Regions from separate parts of the Mus musculus genome. Here regions 1 and 2 are each linked to region 3. Evidence: chromatin contacts called from public HiChIP or PLAC-seq data. All regions are on one chromosome and are shown on one strand. Each heading gives the region's core, a stretch centred on a gene start, on an enhancer-like site or on the middle of the called end of the contact. The rest is flanking DNA. Distances are from core to core; before and after follow the strand shown. Region 1 has its middle 31 kb from the start of Gm39834. Region 2 has its middle 15 kb from the start of Gm26422. Region 3 has its middle 29 kb from the start of Gm33647.

What was found. HiChIP or PLAC-seq counts read pairs in DNA pulled down with a chosen protein or histone mark.
Region 1: an H3K27ac HiChIP or PLAC-seq map of the NIH/3T3 cell line shows a contact between it and region 3, with 11 times the contacts expected there. The contact joins two enhancer-like sites. A contact is called at or near these places in 1 of 39 promoter capture datasets (the HPC-7 cell line), 14 of 484 Hi-C or Micro-C datasets (the C2C12 cell line, the HL-1 cell line, bone marrow-derived macrophages and 10 more) and 17 of 115 datasets of contacts at active chromatin or transcription factors (the NIH/3T3 cell line, craniofacial prominence, differentiating embryonic stem cells and 11 more).
Region 2: a CTCF HiChIP or PLAC-seq map of the NIH/3T3 cell line shows a contact between it and region 3, with 8 read pairs. The contact joins two enhancer-like sites. A contact is called at or near these places in 1 of 15 datasets of contacts at CTCF or cohesin (the NIH/3T3 cell line), 1 of 484 Hi-C or Micro-C datasets (bone marrow-derived macrophages), 1 of 115 datasets of contacts at active chromatin or transcription factors (heart atrium) and 1 of 9 other capture datasets (embryonic stem cells).

The regions. Positions count from the first base shown.
Region 1 is chr2:61,400,158-61,403,023 of GRCm38.p6, forward strand. No RefSeq gene overlaps it. Among named protein-coding and RNA genes, the nearest start is that of Gm39834, 31 kb to the left of the region's middle. Within about 2 kb of position 1,529, at least 176 of the 459 cell types and tissues checked have an H3K27ac peak or open chromatin away from gene starts, as enhancers often do. A contact at or near this core is called in the C2C12 cell line, the HL-1 cell line, the NIH/3T3 cell line and 9 more, where this site is marked.
Region 2 is chr2:61,294,109-61,296,808 of GRCm38.p6, forward strand. No RefSeq gene overlaps it. Among named protein-coding and RNA genes, the nearest start is that of Gm26422, 15 kb to the left of the region's middle. Within about 2 kb of position 1,348, at least 77 of the 459 cell types and tissues checked have an H3K27ac peak or open chromatin away from gene starts, as enhancers often do. A contact at or near this core is called in the NIH/3T3 cell line and heart atrium, where this site is marked.
Region 3 is chr2:60,938,788-60,941,487 of GRCm38.p6, forward strand. It overlaps a transcript of Rbms1 not described here. Among named protein-coding and RNA genes, the nearest start is that of Gm33647, 29 kb to the right of the region's middle. Within about 2 kb of position 1,359, at least 99 of the 459 cell types and tissues checked have an H3K27ac peak or open chromatin away from gene starts, as enhancers often do. A contact at or near this core is called in the C2C12 cell line, the HL-1 cell line, the NIH/3T3 cell line and 9 more, where this site is marked.

The sequences.
Region 1 (2,866 bases), core at 279-2,778, 460 kb after region 3:
TTCAAAGCCATGGCTAAGACAATATTTCATTTCTCTCATGAAGCATCAGGACAGGTCTAATACGGGTGTTCCTTTCCTTTGTGAAGAGGCTAGATTTAACACTTTCCGCTGTAATTGTGTGAGGTTTGGTCTCAAATACAAAACTGTGGTACAGCACTGTTTGAAGAAATAATTGCGTTAAGCATGCAATAGTGATAGAGTGCCAGAGAAGAAACGGTCTCCTCGCAAAATTAACTGATGCTCATCCATTGCAAGATGACGTTTTAGAGGACACAAAGATAAAAATAAAAAAAAAATTAAAAAATTAAAAAAACAAACGCAAACTCTACACTGTATTGACTTGGAAGAGGAAATAAAACTTAGCAGTATTAAAGAGGTCTCTAAACTGAAAGTGAACCAATTGCTAAAATGGAAGGTCTGTAGATAATGGGAAGGGGCGGTGAGCAACACTGGCTGGAATGATCAAGAGGAGATCTGGAAATACAAGGTTGATTTAAGATAGACTCTGAAGGAAGGACTTAAAAGAAAAGAAACGACATTCCCAGCAAGTATCTGGTAAACCATGGCATACTTGCCAAGAAGAAATTTCATTTTGAGGTCATAAATGCCCAGATTGATCTAATCTTTATTCAAAACAAACTTCTAAGAAGAAGTTTAAGTGAACTTAGATCCTTAACAAAGGAGCCATTTCCCACTGAGAGGACTTAGATTGGGGCTTCTCCAGTTATCCTCAGCAGCCTCCAATTAGTCTAATCTCTGTAGGACGTGATCTCCGCCCAAGGCATTTGGGGGAGAAGGGTAAACACTGCCTTCTTTCTGGTCGCAGTAACAATTTTGAAATACTAACAGATAGATTATCCTTGTGCTTTTATCTTTCACCTTCCACCCCAGCTGCTTTGCACTCTTAGCCAGAGAGAGGGAGAAGGGAAGGGGAAAGAAGGGGGGAGAGAGAGAAGAAGAAGAGGAGGAGAGAGGAGAGAAGTGGGGAAGGGGGGGTAGGAGAGGCGCCACAAGGGGAGAGAGATGGTTGTTTTGTAGTACAAGATGGATGGGGGAGGGGAAACTTTGACTTTGAAAACTCCAAGTGGAAATTTTGAAAAAAGATAGGGAACGATTCTTAAGTTGCCCTCATCTTTAAAGATGTTGCACTAGATTAAGATGCCTAACATCATACAGTCTTCTATCTAGAACCACCCCCCCCCTTTTTTTTTCAAAACAAATGGTATGTTTCCTGGGGGCTTGGCTTCTCTGCAATTGTGTAGCCCTTGGTAGAATGACGTACTAGAGCCTTGGCCTCTCCTTTTCTTTATCATTAAGTGGGTACCAAATATGCTTCATTGATAAGGGCTTAATATTTTGTTATCTCTCCATTGAACCAAAATTCAAGGCGATGAATGCTTCAGCATATTCTAGAGTTCAAAATGTAAAGCCCAACAATTTTATCTAGTCTCATGACCTTAGTTTCCACGTATAAAGGCAAAAACCTCCAGCAAAGGGATGTTGTGTCTGCCTCAGACAGTGGTGGTGAAGGTTAAATTAGATACTGCTGAGGCATTTGCCACGGTGGGGGTGGGGGAAGTTGGCTCAGAGGACATAAGCACTACTGGTTTATTGGTGACAGAATGTCACATAAGAGCCCTCGTGTGCTTGTTTTCAATAAGTCTTTTCTGGCTAGTTAAACAACCCTATTTTAAGAGTCCCCAAAGTTAGGCATATACACGCCTCTTCCCTCTCTCTCCCCGCCAACACCTCACAATGACAGGGTCAAGAGACCGCCTTTGGTATATGCTGCCCCAAACCGACTCTTCTAGTCCCTGCTAATAAAATGTAAAGAATGTGATACAACAGGCGTCCCGAGTTAGGAGACGGAGGGAGGCTGCCAGAGATGTGGTCCCAGTGGGCTCTCAAAACCTCTAGTATTCAGTTTATCTTGGGTAAAGCCTTTGTTAGAATTAAAGAAAAAAAAAAAAAAAAGGCAGGCTGTTGCAAACCAGCTTCTCGGTAAGCTATAGTCGCTTCCTTGGCTACCCGCGACATGGGAATAATCGTTCAACTAGTCCCATTTCTATTGCGACTGGAAACAGGAAACGAATAAGGTACAGTCTTAAACAAAAACAAAGAGACTGAAAGACAAACCAGATTGTCCCAGGGTTCAGGAGAGGTTTGTGCTAAGTGTTAGAAGGTTCAGATCTGGTGGATCCTCCCCCACTTTCTGCCATTCCAGAAATTCCTTAGGGGGGGAGGTGAGGCGGGGGGGTGGGGGGGGGGGGGGGAAACGAAGAGCTGTTCTAAACTGCACAGCACTGCCATCTTCAGGGCCAACGGGGAAAATATTTTCCGGGTCAGTCAGACAAATCATCGTCCTGAATGCTTCATTTAAATATAATCAAATGCTTAAAACTTTGACAAGCATACAGTCTGTAACAGATTTTCTTTTTCTTTTAGCGTTTTCCATGTTTGGAATGTCAAAGGACACATTTTGGGGGGGGGAGGAGTCTGTGTATGTGATATATGAACATTAAAAATACGTATTTGCCAATTGAAAGTTATTTTCAACTGGAAAGATTAACTAGCTTACACTACACTGCCAGGTGATGGAGCAAAACAGACGCAAACATAGTGTTCTGAAATTTTTTTTTCCGTAAAAAGAAGAAAGGATGAATGTAATGGTTCCACAGTGCCGTTTGAACAGATGGTGTGATTAACAACTAGTGTGTTAGCCGTCTCAGGAGCTCACCGAGAGTAAACAAATGCAACGGGAAAATCACTTTCCTCCCCAAAGAGTTTTTAGTTCATTTTATTACGAAAATTTGGAAGTCTGCATTTTGAAAGCTGAGTATCCTTAGAGGATACTGGGAATAAGAAG
Region 2 (2,700 bases), core at 98-2,597, 360 kb after region 3:
GCCTAGCAAACACAGAAGTGGATGCTCACAGTCAGCTATTGGATGGATCACAGGGCCCCAATGGAGGAGCTAGAGAAAGTACCCAAGGAGCTAAAGGGGTCTGCAACCCTATAGGTGGAACAACATTATGAACTAACCAGTACCCCGGAGCTCTTGACTCTAGCTGCATATGTATCAAAAGATGGCATAGTCGGCCATCACTGCAAAGAGAGGCCCATTGGACTTGCAAACTTTATATGCCCCAGTACAGGGCCAAAAAGTAGGAGTGGGTGGGTAGGGGAGTGGGGGGGGGACTTTTGGGATAGCATTGGAAATGTAAATGAGGAAAATACCTAATAAAATATTTTTTAAAAAGTAGTAAGGGAAAACAAATAAGATAATTTTATTTATATGAAGGCAGTTCATTGTCTAGCTGGGGACTGGGGTGAGTTAGGAGGTAAGCGGAGAAACTGTGAAAGCTACAAGAAGTCTTCTGAGAGAGGTAGACATGCTTGTTAATTTTAATTTGGTGATAGTTCATAGGTGACCTAATACCTTCAAACTCATCAAATTGTGCATCTTAGTATACAGTTTTCTTTGGAATATCTACACTATATATAAACTACGTGTGTGTGTGTGTGTGTGTGTGTGTGTGTGTGTGTGTGTGTGTGTGTAATATTTCTTTTTATGTCTCCTGGTGTAACCATTTATTTTTCAGCAGCTAGCAGCAAGTCACAAGAGAAAGCCAAGGCTCCCATTATATAATGTCCCCTGACAAGTGTCAGAGCATCTTAAAAGCGGCCACTGACTCCTTCCCTCTCATTACCCTATCTTCAGGCAGGATGCAGCTTTGCATCCTAATCTGAGACCTAATTGAAGCCATTTTAAGTTAAAGGGGGTTGTGGGGTAATGAGGTAAACCTAAAACACAACAGCCTATGAAAGGATACAAACGCAGGGATACAGACGCAGCCACTCTGAGATTTCTCAGTATTCTTGTTTGGTTTTTATGGTCTCAAATCAGCTGTCTTTCACAGGCCAGAAGAAAGGCTCCAATACAGCTTCAAATTCCCTTTATTAGAGCCTCACAGCCAAAGGGAACTAATTCTCCACGAAACCACAGTTTACAGGAAAAAGAAGAAAAGGCCCTATCTCACATCCAGGGCTTGCAATCAAAAGGTGGAGTCTGGAGGACTGGTTCCTGCCGTGCAGACAGGGGGACAGGAGTGAGGAGAGGTGAGCAAAATGGAGACATGTTAGCCAGAAAGTTTCCATCACATCCAGGATCCTAAACTCTGGCAATATGCAGACACTGTGTTTGTTTGTTTAGTTGTATTCTGTTTTGACTGGCTGTGGCACCAGGCCTGCATTCCTTTCCCAGAACTGCCTTATCCAGAAGATAACTGGTAACAGTCCCCAGGAGACCCTCCCTCGGCCTATCTAGAAGGCATTTCCTATTTGCTCTTTCTCAACCATAAAACAGAAAAGTAAGGTAATATTCACTTTTTACCACTCACTAAAATAGCAGCTGTAATTTCTTTTTTATCTTCTTGCCCCATTTATCTTTCAAATCCATTTCTCATCCCCTCTCTAGCTGCAGCCAAGGATGTTTATATCTAAAATGACTCAGGAAGGAAGTAGGGTTTGGCAGACACTCGCCTGCTTTTATATGCCTTGGGAACAGGCTCCTCACCCACTGAGAATAAGGTCAGTTTAATCCACTCCCGTGGGTAAAGTTAGTCAGCAAGGACTTGTTGAATCACCCTGTCCGAGTTGCCCAATAACAGCAAAAATGAAGCAACTTTGTATTGTATTAAGAACAACTGTTGAGTTAGGAATGGGGTACTATTTACGGTGATATCAAATAACAAAAGATGCTTCATTTTACGAATGTCAAAACGTTTACATTTCAAGTCCTCTTTGGCTCTGATGGAAGTTGAAAGTTGTTGTTTAGTAGGGTTATTTTTCTTATTGTGTTTCTCTCTGCCATCAGAAACACAAAACTAAACTATCATCTTTTCATATTTTATTTAAAAAAATGTCTATTTGCTTTCAGAATCCATTATGAAAATAAAAGTCATTTCTACCCTTGTCTAAACCACTGCTCTCAAAAGTACGTTCTTTGTTAGTTAGTTTTCAATATTTCCAAATTCACTTCAAAGAGCCTGGTTAATATTTAAAAGACTTTTCCCGAAGTCTTCCACCTCAGGCATAATTTTTATCTTCCCATGAGCATCCCTGCTGTAGGCCAATTGGGAATTCTAGTAGAAGAATTTAAGCTTCTTGTGGTCCAAATCTACCAATAATTCCCAGACACATCTTTTTCACTGGCTCTCTTAACTGTGCTTTTTCCTCTCTCTCTCCCTCCCTCTCTGTCCCCTCTCTCTCCTACCCTGTCCCCACCCCCAGTATAACTATATAATTTCTAAGCCATCACTGTGAAGTGCATTATACCATTTGTCTTTTAAACCTTTAAGGCTTATCACAGACCTAGTGTCATCCGTGAGGCAGACGGAAAGCTATTCAGCTTCTCCATTTGGAGGGAGGATGGAGACAGCGAAAGCCCAATGGCTTTTCACCAGTCATATGGCAGGACGACCCTGAAAGACTGAGAAGAAAACTAGCCAACTGCCTAACTCCATTCTCTCCACTCTATGGCTCAACCCACCAGAGCTCACTGTCCATAATTCTCTCAGCTAGTTCACAGGAGTTACGCAAGCCG
Region 3 (2,700 bases), core at 109-2,608:
AACATGATCTCTTACTCAAAAGAACAACACTTACCATGAAGAAAAAAAAGTCACTTAATCCAATGAAGCTGAAAACACAATGTCACCAGATACAGAATTCAGATGCATATAAACTGGTCACTCTGATTTGCTAAGATTAGCACCCTTTAATAACAACAAAAGGAGAACCAAAAGGAGAGATTTCTACAAAGCAACCATTTTTTTAAATTAGGATTTTTTTCAGTAAAAGAGAAAATATTAATTTATGAGAGATTATTTTTAAAGTTTACAGAAAATATCACAATCAGCTTTCTTCTACATTATAAAAAAATTAATACTAGAAAGAGATGTTTGAAATTATTTATTTCCTTGAAAAAAAATAAACCAGTTGGAATTCATAAATATGCATGGCTGTATATGCAATACTGTACCCTAAACACATAAAGGTACAATTAAAGATAGTTTAGCAATTGTTTATTTAAAGGCTATTTGGATCAACAGAGTGATCTTTTTTGACTGACAGCCAGTACTCCAAAGTCCCTCCTTCACGCTCACAAGTACCTTCAAATCCTTGTCCTGAATATTTTTTTGTCTAACTCAAGATAGACTTTCACATCTTTTGATGAGATTTTGAGAAGTTGGGGGTGGGGGCTTTATAATATAGAAAAATCAAAGGATAAAACATGATTTATAATATAGACTCTAAATTGTGAGTTTCAGGACAGATAGAGGGAAGCAAACAGGCAACTTTAACATGTAAAGTTACATGTATGAGGTAATTTTTTAATAGTTTGAAGTGCTCTGCCAGGGCCAGCATATACATCACATATTCTCCCATTTGTGAGCAGTGGTCATTTGTGTTGCACACACAACAGGAACACTTTGTATTCAGCCACTCAAACCTCTCTAATATCATGCTTAACACACTTCCTGATGTCAGACAACAGAATAGAAACTGGAGGCAGAAACAGCTGGAGCCACTGGCTCTAGGGGCCTGGGGTGAGCTCAGATCATCCTGGTACTGAGTCGGCTTTTGGTCTTTCCATGTCAGACAACAGAGCCATGCTTCATGTTGGTGTCAATATAAACTATTTTTCAGAACTACAAAGCCAAACACCCCTGAGAAACTGAAAGGAAAGATACTTTAGGGAAAACGCAATAGGTACATTAAAAATATATATTTATATTTCTGGACAACAGAACTATAAATCAATCCCTTATGTATTTCCACCCTTCCCCCAAATGACTAAATAAATCATGCTCATTGTATGGTTTCCCCCTATTGTCGCCATCAACATCAAGGACTTTTCCCTTCTGGGCTAACTGTAATGGTAAGTTGGTCTAATCTAACTTCTTAAACATGGCGTGGACTGCAACTGGCCAGTGGTTGGTTTCACTTTCAGCTCTCATATCATTCCAGCTCTTTTCAGAGAAACCATGGCAGGAAGACCCAGGAAGCATTCTTTTGTATTATTTCCCAGCATTATTTTCCAAAAAAATCCATCTTGTAATTAATTTAAACACTCTCCTATGTTGAGCTCAGCTTAAAGAAAATTGCATAGGCTCAGTTGCACACAAAATAAAAGTACTACATTCTTTGACAGAGAAATAATTCACTTTTGGCGATCCCTTTATTGTTGCTATCTTTAGCTTCTATGGGGACTTATGTGAAAAAAAAATCCAGCGTGCACTTGGAATTCCACATCAAGGTTCTGCATTCCTGTTTATGTTAAGAGTTCCAAGAATGATCACGTGTGCACGCTGGCCCCCCTTGGGCAGGGCTAGCATGAAAGGCCGTTCAACCACGTTGTTTAATTGTATATAGTCCAGCACTAGGCAACTCTCCAAACCTTACTGTAAACATTGTGCAAGGTCTGTGAGTTCTGCTACACAATGGAGTTCGGGCTTTGTACAGTTAACTTCAAGTGGCAGTTCACTTCTCTTCAGGGTTTTAGACCCCGTTAGCCATCACCAGTACACACTGCTTTGCCACAAACCAGCTGGCATTTAGGAAATCAGAAACTTAGAAATTGATGCTCTGCTCCAAGGGTATCATTCCCCCCCATCCCCCACACCCCAAGTGCACCGACTTGGCACAGGATTTAGGGTTTAGTTTCAAAGCTAAAGGGGAAGGCAATCTATCACAGATTCTCCTGTTAAGGTTGGAAACAGAACAGAGCCGAATGAGGAATTCTGAACACTGGCCGCCCAAGATGGAATTAAGTGTACTGGCTATAATGTCAGAGCAACCTCAAGATTTTGTTAATTTGATGGAACTATTATTTTAAACTGTTCAAAGAAGAAAGAAAGAAAGAAAGAAAGAAAGAAAGAAAGAAAGAAAGAAAGAAAGAAAGAAAGAAAGAGAAGTCACGTTTCTATACACTGTTGAACTCCACACTGGCTTCTGAGCTTTTGATTAGGAGGGAGAGGAAGGCAGAGAACATAGGGTAAGAGGTAGCACATTCCTACCCTTGAGTTTAGAAGAATGTGCCTCATTTACTGTTCAAAGGACACTGTTTATACATTCCAGACTTCCATCTTATAATTGCGCCAGGATTTGTAAAAAGGAAATCTCAGCAGGGCAGAGAAATTATTCAAAGCAATAGCTGCACATAATTGGTATAAAATACCCGAACAGTCTGCTCTGAAAACTCTCTTTCTCAGCGACGCACATTTACACCCCCTCAACTCTCTTTCAATATTCAAAGAGTTTGACTACTT